Linked DNA regions of Mus musculus: region 2 is linked to region 1. The links are chromatin contacts, called in public promoter capture Hi-C maps. All regions are on one chromosome and are shown on one strand. The core of a region is the stretch at or near the end of the contact, and the rest is flanking DNA. Distances in the headings are between cores, read along the strand shown. Region 1 holds the start of Serpinb10 (serine (or cysteine) peptidase inhibitor, clade B (ovalbumin), member 10). Region 2 holds the start of Serpinb8 (serine (or cysteine) peptidase inhibitor, clade B, member 8).

What was found. Promoter capture Hi-C pulls out the DNA fragments that hold promoters and counts their contacts.
Region 2: a promoter capture Hi-C map of macrophages shows a contact between it and region 1, with 5 read pairs. The contact joins the promoter of Serpinb8 here to the promoter of Serpinb10 in region 1. A contact is called at or near these places in 18 of 39 promoter capture datasets (the 3T3-L1 cell line, 3T3-L1-derived adipocytes, the HPC-7 cell line and 14 more), 3 of 484 Hi-C or Micro-C datasets (monocyte-dendritic cell progenitors, peritoneal macrophages and pre-pro-B cells), 1 of 115 datasets of contacts at active chromatin or transcription factors (CD8 T cells) and 4 of 9 other capture datasets (adipose tissue, bone marrow-derived macrophages, liver and 1 more).

What each region holds. Positions count from the first base shown.
Region 1 is chr1:107,527,449-107,531,281 of GRCm38.p6, forward strand. Serpinb10 (serine (or cysteine) peptidase inhibitor, clade B (ovalbumin), member 10) reads left to right here and starts at 1,555. Exons shown (of 8, transcript NM_198028.3): 1 at 1,555-1,643.
Region 2 is chr1:107,588,596-107,592,351 of GRCm38.p6, forward strand. Serpinb8 (serine (or cysteine) peptidase inhibitor, clade B, member 8) reads left to right here and starts at 1,411. Exons shown (of 7, transcript NM_011459.4): 1 at 1,411-1,692.

The sequences.
Region 1 (3,833 bases), core at 305-2,804:
TCCCTGTCCCTGTCCCTCTCCATCCCCCTCTCTCTTTCTCCTTCTACTCTTGTTCCTTTGTCTTTTATGTATTTGTGGTATTAGCTATTGAACCTGTTACCTCACATATGCTAAGGAAGCATTCTACCACTGAGCTTCAAACCCAGTCTATGTATTTTTGAAACAGAGACTAATTAAGTTGCCCAGGCTGGCCTTGCACATATAATCCTTCCGCTTTGGCCACCTGAATAGTTAGCATTAGGGGTCTATACTACCAGGTTCCATTACTTGCTCTTTTTTTGCCCTAATAAGAAACAAATTAACACACAAGCACGATTCAATTGATATAGACAGTACATTTTTAAATAAGAATTTTAATTAAGTAGGAAAGAAGAGGTTTATGGAGAAGAATAAGAACACCTTTGTCTCATGACTTTGGAAAAGATGAGCAAATTGGTTCCTTCAGCAGAATCTAGATATAAATGTATTCAGATATCTAGATATCACTGGATAACTAGTATCAAGATAGCAAAATAAGCAGCATAAACTACCAGAACAAGCCTCTCCCTAAACAGGGATGCATCCCTAGTTAGCCTGCTGAGCTGTTGTCAGTCAATGTCAGTGGTCTGTCTATCTGGAGCCTCTGTCTGATGCATTCAGCTAAAAATACAGCTGGAAATGAATAATCATATCTGCTCTTTACAGGCTCAGTAGGCACATCAAATTTCCTACCACAAGCTTCATTCACTTGTGCAATCCAGAGTTCCACTTCACCATGGCCTCCATAGCGGTCGTCAGTTTACCAGAAAAACTGTATATATATGAAAAGTGGAACCATCAGTGCATGGAAAGGGCTCTCGGTCCTCTGGGCTTTTATGGCATTCCTATAACTCTCTTCATTCTCATCACCATTGCTCTACATGCCTGACAGTGACACTGGTGTTCTCTTGCTTTTTCCTATGTGATAAAGAAGAATGGCCACTGAAGGCCAGTGGGGAAAACCAAGAAAAGCAGAAAATGGTGAGCAATGTCCCACATAACAAAGGTATCCAAAACAGTAACGGAAGTCTTGTTCCTGTTGATAGAGGAACTGACCCGGATCCAAGTCACACCCTAGGTTCTATTCTAGTGTTGCAAGAGAGAGCAGAACTAAGCCTATGTGTTTCTCACAGAACACTTTAAAGGATACCTTAACAGATCAGCAACAAATCATGCATTGATAATGTTTTCCATTTTATGTCCCGTTATTATTCCATTTGAAACTGTTCTTTTTTTTTTTTTCTTAGAAACATACCAGTGGAAACCATAATAATTGCTGTTACTTGGCAACCTACAGAAGGGATTTAACTTGGAATGTATGAGTTACAATTTGTCAGAATTCAGGTCTCTGCATGCAGTCCTGCATGGAAAATGCTAGTAATTAATAATTCAGGCAAGAACTCTGCTGTCTACCTCTCTGAGTTATTTGAAGTTTTGGCCAAGATAAGCCTGGAAAAGGAAGAGTGTTCTGGCTTGTGAAAGTGAATCAAGGGTGGGGCTCAGAAGAAGGAGGGGCTACATTTTTTTCTTTTAAGTTTCTTCAGTTAAAAGTTACCTAACTTTTCAGCCACAGTCTTTTCCTAAAAGCACAATTTGTCAAGTTTGCTCCAGGAGAGGAAAATAAGGTACTGTAAATATTTCTTCAATTAAAAAAAATGTTTATATTTTTGTTATTTTAGTACCTAACAAATTACCAAGACCTCTACTTGAAACTTGTGATAACAGGTGAGGTTCTGCTCTTTTATCATTTTTCTGAACAAGTCAGATATTTCAGATTGAGGTGGTGTAAAGTTTGATTGACTGAGAGGAAGATATCATTAATATCAAGTTTGATTGACTGAGAGGAGATATCATTAATATCAAGGAAGCTTTGACTGCTCTCCTTTGAAATCCACACGTGAAAAACACGTGTGGATTTCGCTCCCTCAGTCATGTCTGGATTTGCCAGTTTCTGAGTTGTATCTGCCAATTTAACAAAGGGAAATAAAGCATTCTTAAAATAATTGAATCCCACTCCTTCTAACCGTTCATACAGGGCAGCTTGACAGTGTGACTTTTATAGGTGGAACTAATCATTTGGTTATGCCCTCTCTATAACCCGTTCTCCTGCCTGTCAGCATGCCATGTGCCTTTAGCTCCTTTCTCTGCTGTGGGACACAGAGTCTCTGAGCACACCTTACTCTTCAGAACCCCTCCGACATAACAACTGCCTCAGAAAAGGATTCTGGCAAGAAAAGAAATGCTGGGAGACAATGACATTCTCATATTCTATTTCCAGCAGTTTCATAATGTAAGATTCAGAACTGTCATCAGAGAGGACTAGCAAGGGATCTTAGGTACTTTTCATAGGACAAAGAACAATGGTGTTCCCCTCTTGTCACATCCACTACTTCTTCCTCATCCATCTTTTATACTTCTTTTGTTGGTCCTATATTATTCAATCTTGCTCTTACCATCAAAATTCTACAGACCATTAGCTACACTGACCATGAAATTTGTATTCATAATAAAGAGAACAGGGTTAAACTTCTCACTGTTCATTAGCTGTGCATCCTTAGACAGCCCATCTAATTTCTCTGGTCCTGAGCTTTTAGGAGATTAAATTGGTGTATTGGACTATGGTGATTCTAAGGTTCTGTCCAAGCTGTTATGCTAGAGGTGTGCTTATTTATAATGGTGGATTTTAAGATTTTTTTTTACTTTCTTCACACTCTTTTCAGTGTGTGTAGCTAATATTATGTATACTGTATTCTATATATTCAGTTTACACTTCTAAAATTTTCAAAATAGCAATTCATTTTGTAAATGATGCAGTAGGGGGATGGGCAGATAGTTAAATCAATAAAGTGCTTGCATCATAAGCATAAAGACCTGAGGTTGGTCTCCAGAACTCATGTAAAAAGGTAGGCATGGTACTTCCCATTTCTGATCTCAGTGCTAGGGAGGTAGAGACAGGTAGATCCTTGAGACTTGCTAGTCAGCCAGCCTACCTTACTCCATAATCTCAGCCCAGTGGCATACCTTGTCTCAAAAAAGAATGGCAGGTATCTCATGAGAAACAATTGAAGATTGTCCTATGTCTCAACATGTATGTATACCCACACATACATGCACACATATGTATGAATAACATACACACACACACACACACACACGGGAGAGAAAGACAGACACAGACACAAACGTAAACGCAGATACAGAGGGAAAGAGACTATGATACAGTAAGCTCCTGATTACTCAATATTTATATCTAAATTATTTCCAATAAAATATCATCTTAGAGTTGTGTACCTTGCAGGAATTTCTGACTGTTGGGCTAGGTGGTAGTTTAATAGCTCCTTATAGTTGTTTTATAAAATGGGCATTACCAGAGAGGCTTCTTGCTTGTATATTCTAGGCTATACTTTATACATGACTGCTGATGTTAATAAGACTGAAGATAAGTACATATTAACTATTTTCAAGAGGATATTTCTTTTGTTAGAGAAAAATTATATTTTCAGGAACTTAGTCTGAATAAATAAGTTCCATGTTTAGCTTAATCTACATGTTGAGATATAAAATGCCCAGGCCCTAAGATGTTGCTTGCTCTCTGACCTTGCAGGTTTGTCACAGAGCCAAACATTTTTTCTGTGACTACACCTCACAGGTTTTACAAATATAAATTGTTTAGTCAAAGTGTGAGCTGAATAAATATGGTCTTGAAGGAAGTAGAGTTCCTTATAAGATGGTATCCCATGAAGTGGGAGTACTAGCAAATTTCCAAGGCTTTATGAAAGTGTAGAGTACCATACAACAGGAAAGGGTTTTATTTC
Region 2 (3,756 bases), core at 161-2,660, 61 kb after region 1:
TACTTGCAGATTTTAAAATATAATTTTTATTTGAGATATTACATCATTTATCCCTTATCTTTCTTTTATCCATCCAAAAACTCCTATACACCATCCCTGCTCTCTTTCAGATTTGTAGCCATTTCTTTCCTTTCACCACTATCATGTGTATATGTACATACATATATATTCCTAACTATGTAAAAGACAAACTGCTGAGTCTATATGTTACTCATATGTATGTTTCCAGGGCTGACCATCTGTTTCTGAATGACCAGATGGTCGGCTCTTCCCCAGAGCAGAGTCTCCCATTTCAGAGCTCATTAGTTGTCTGGAGTTCTCTGTGTGGGGTTGGAGATTCCCTTCTATTCTGGCATGTCTATTGTTGTTATCCTTGTTCAGTTCTTGTTTTTTAAGGGCCACCAATCTAAGTATGCTGAACTTTTCTGTGTTGGTTAAGTGCCTCCAAGAATATATGGAGAATGCTTTTGTTAAAAAGCACAATTGATCCCCTAGCAGATAAAGGCTCTTTTGTTCAGTCAATGAGATATGAACTGTTCTTTGAAACCGTAGTTACCATCTTAAGAATAACTTACTTGATCTTCACATGGTCATATGCTTTGATGGCTAGAACACATAAGTCTTGGAGGCTTGGAAATTTACCTTCTAACCTTCATAATGATCTTCCAAGTAGAAGTCCAGTGTTCTTAAAATGTTCTTAACATTTTGAATATTTAATACCAAACAAATGAGCTAGCGTAGAAATTAAAAACCAAGGGTAAAGGCTTAAGAAAGAAAGCTTGCATTTCATTTTAATCAGCTCAGTTCCTGAGATGTCTTTTCTTCAGTATAGCCAACAATCCAGTCACTAATAAATCAAAATTAAACCAGGTCTTCAAATCATTGTCAAAATATCCAACTAAAACACACACAAACACAAACACACACACACACACGCACACGCACACGCACACGCACACGCACACACAACCACTCAGGTCTCCAAAAAAGTACATGAATTTTTGCAGTAAAAAATGTGTTTATTCCTAATTTTCAAGCCTTCTTGCTTTTAAAAAAAAGTGTGTGTGTTACAACAGTTGTTTGTGATTAACATTTAGCATATAATCATGTGATTAATTTTGAGGATGCATGCCAAAAGCTAGGTTGCCAAGCAAAACAGTTGCTTTTGCCCTGAGAGCAGTTGCGATTCCTGGTTTGCCTTTGGTTAATTTTGAAAGTTAAATTCCAACTGCCAACCGGCTCTTGCATTCACATAATCAAACACAAATACAAGTGTCAGCTGACACCCACCACCTTCCCACCCTCCCAGCCCCCAACCTACTCCACCCCTGCCCAAGAAGCTGCCTGGCCAGGCTCTGGCTCCTCCCAGATCCCACTGTGGGAAGTGTGAGTCACAGAGTGTTCAAGTCTGTGCATTATGTTCTGAGTCACCCGACAGGCGCCTTGCCCCGATCAGGAGGATCAGGACAGACTTTAAGTATCCACAAAGCAAGAATAGCAGCAGGATCAGCCACAGCAGCAGGTATCTTCAAGGTGAAGCTGTGGGAGAGGCTCTCAAACCTCTCAGACCCCGGGGGCCTAGGATAGATACTGGCACTGAAGAACCTGGACAGAAGCCAAGAAGGAGAAAGGCCAGGATCTCACCAAAGTTAAAGAGCCCAGGAGTTAGCAGAGGACTCCAGTGACAGAGAGGTAAGAAGTGCGGTTGGGCTGTTAGGGGTCAGGTGTGTCTCAGCAAAGCTGACAGAAGGCATGGGCACCCTGAGTTGCAAACCTGCTGTCGGCTTCTAGTGATTGGCTGGGCGCCTGACACTTGCTATTTCAAGCCCTGGGCTTTCATTTCCTTTAGGGAGCGCTGGAGCTTTTTCTAACTGCGACTGGGAGAAGCCAAGGGTACAAAAATAAGGCTAGGGAGCAACCTGCAACATGTCCGGAATTTACCTGGAGCCTCACACTTGTTTGCAGTGCTGGCTCCTTCGGGGCAGAAATACAAGTCCTCTCCACTGTGCAGCTTAAAGCCTTCTTTATTTCCTGTCTCTGACCTCTCTCTCCCACCCACCTATCCACTCCACTAGCCACTCCCCTCCTTTTTAAAGTTCTTTTATCTTTTGTTTATTAATTACTTCTTGTCAACTTGAAACAGTTCTTTTTTACCTACAATCCTTTAACTTGTGTAATGGTTGCTCTTCAGCTAAATTCCCCACTTTCCAGTTTTCAGGCACCCGCCCTACAGCTCTGCACCTTAGGTCCAGACTTCTTCCCAAGGGCTCTCTTTCTCATATCATGGGCTCCTAATCTAGGCTGTGTATCTGTGGAACACACAGTTATATCCTCCGGCTTCTCCCAATAACTCCTTGATCCCGAGGTCATGATTTTGGTTTTATTTGTGTTTTCTCTCTCTTCCTTTTACATGGACAGCACCTAGAGTAAGGTGGGCTTCTCTTACAGTACCTCCACCATTCATAGGATCTAAACCATTTCATCTGTTAGCTTAGGTTGTCTTGGATTCCAGATCCCCAGGGCCCCTAACTCTTGCTTTGGAATGTCTGCTCATCTCTAGCCCTACCTTTATTTCCAAACTACACTGGCTGTCACCTTACAGCCTCAGATGACCTGGTGTGTCTCACACATCTCAAATGGAATGCATCACCTTCCCCATTCCAAGCCAATTCTTCATAGGAACTTGCTAAGATTCTTGACCCAATCTAAGTAAACATTTAGCATGGAACTTTATTTTTGATTCTGGACTCCTCCCTTCTTTGTAATGTGCAGCCATCACTCTGTCTGACAATTCCTACTTCTCCAGGGTTTCATCTGTATCAACACTCACTGGTCCATCATGGTGGCCTACCAAAAGACTCTCCAGCCCCTTTCCACACACAATAGTGAGCTGTGTCATTTTCTTCAAGCCCAAGAGCTACATGTAACATGCTTGGTAGAAAAACTCTATATGGCTTCCAGCTCCCAGTCTATGCTTATACTCACAAATTCAGCAAAAGAGACTCATCTCCCCCTTGTGTCTCACAGGATCCCACATAGATCACACCCCTAAATACCATACAGATGTGATCTGCTGCATTCTTTTTTGTACCTGCCAATTTCTCAGCCTGAAGTTTTGCTTTTTTACCACCTTCAGAATTCCCACTCAGGTTGTCAGAGTCAGCTTCTTTGGGAAGACAGCATGTTTCAGTGTACTTTTTCAAGAATGTTAACAAAGCAAAAAATGATTCAAGGAAGGTTGGTTGAGTTCAGAAAAACATGTAAATAAACACCAGCAAGCACAAAATAAGTATTAATAGAGCAGTCCTGAAAGGAACCTCAAAGTTGGCAACAGGTACCCCAAGACAAAATTTTCAGCACAAAGGATATTTACTTGCCTCAGAGGGACAAAGGACAAGGAATAAGGGATAAAGGCAGGAGACAGAAGATAGAGGACAAGGGGGAAGAGGAAGGGAACAAGGGAGAGGGGAAAGAATATTTTCCCTAAATAGACAAAGTATAACCTCTGTATAGAGAAGAGACAGATGTAGTCCATAGACAAATAGTGATCTATAAAGGTACAAAGGAAAACCTCATTTTTAGATGGATCACGTGTGAGCCAAAAGGAGGCTTTTGATTGCTGGACTTCAATACATTGATATATAGACCTTGGTGGGCAGCCTCGGGAGAAACAAGTGACCAAATAAGGGACTAGACTTTGGTGGCTAGCTAAATGAATATAATCTAAAGGTTTTTAGCAAAGCAGAGAGAATGGGG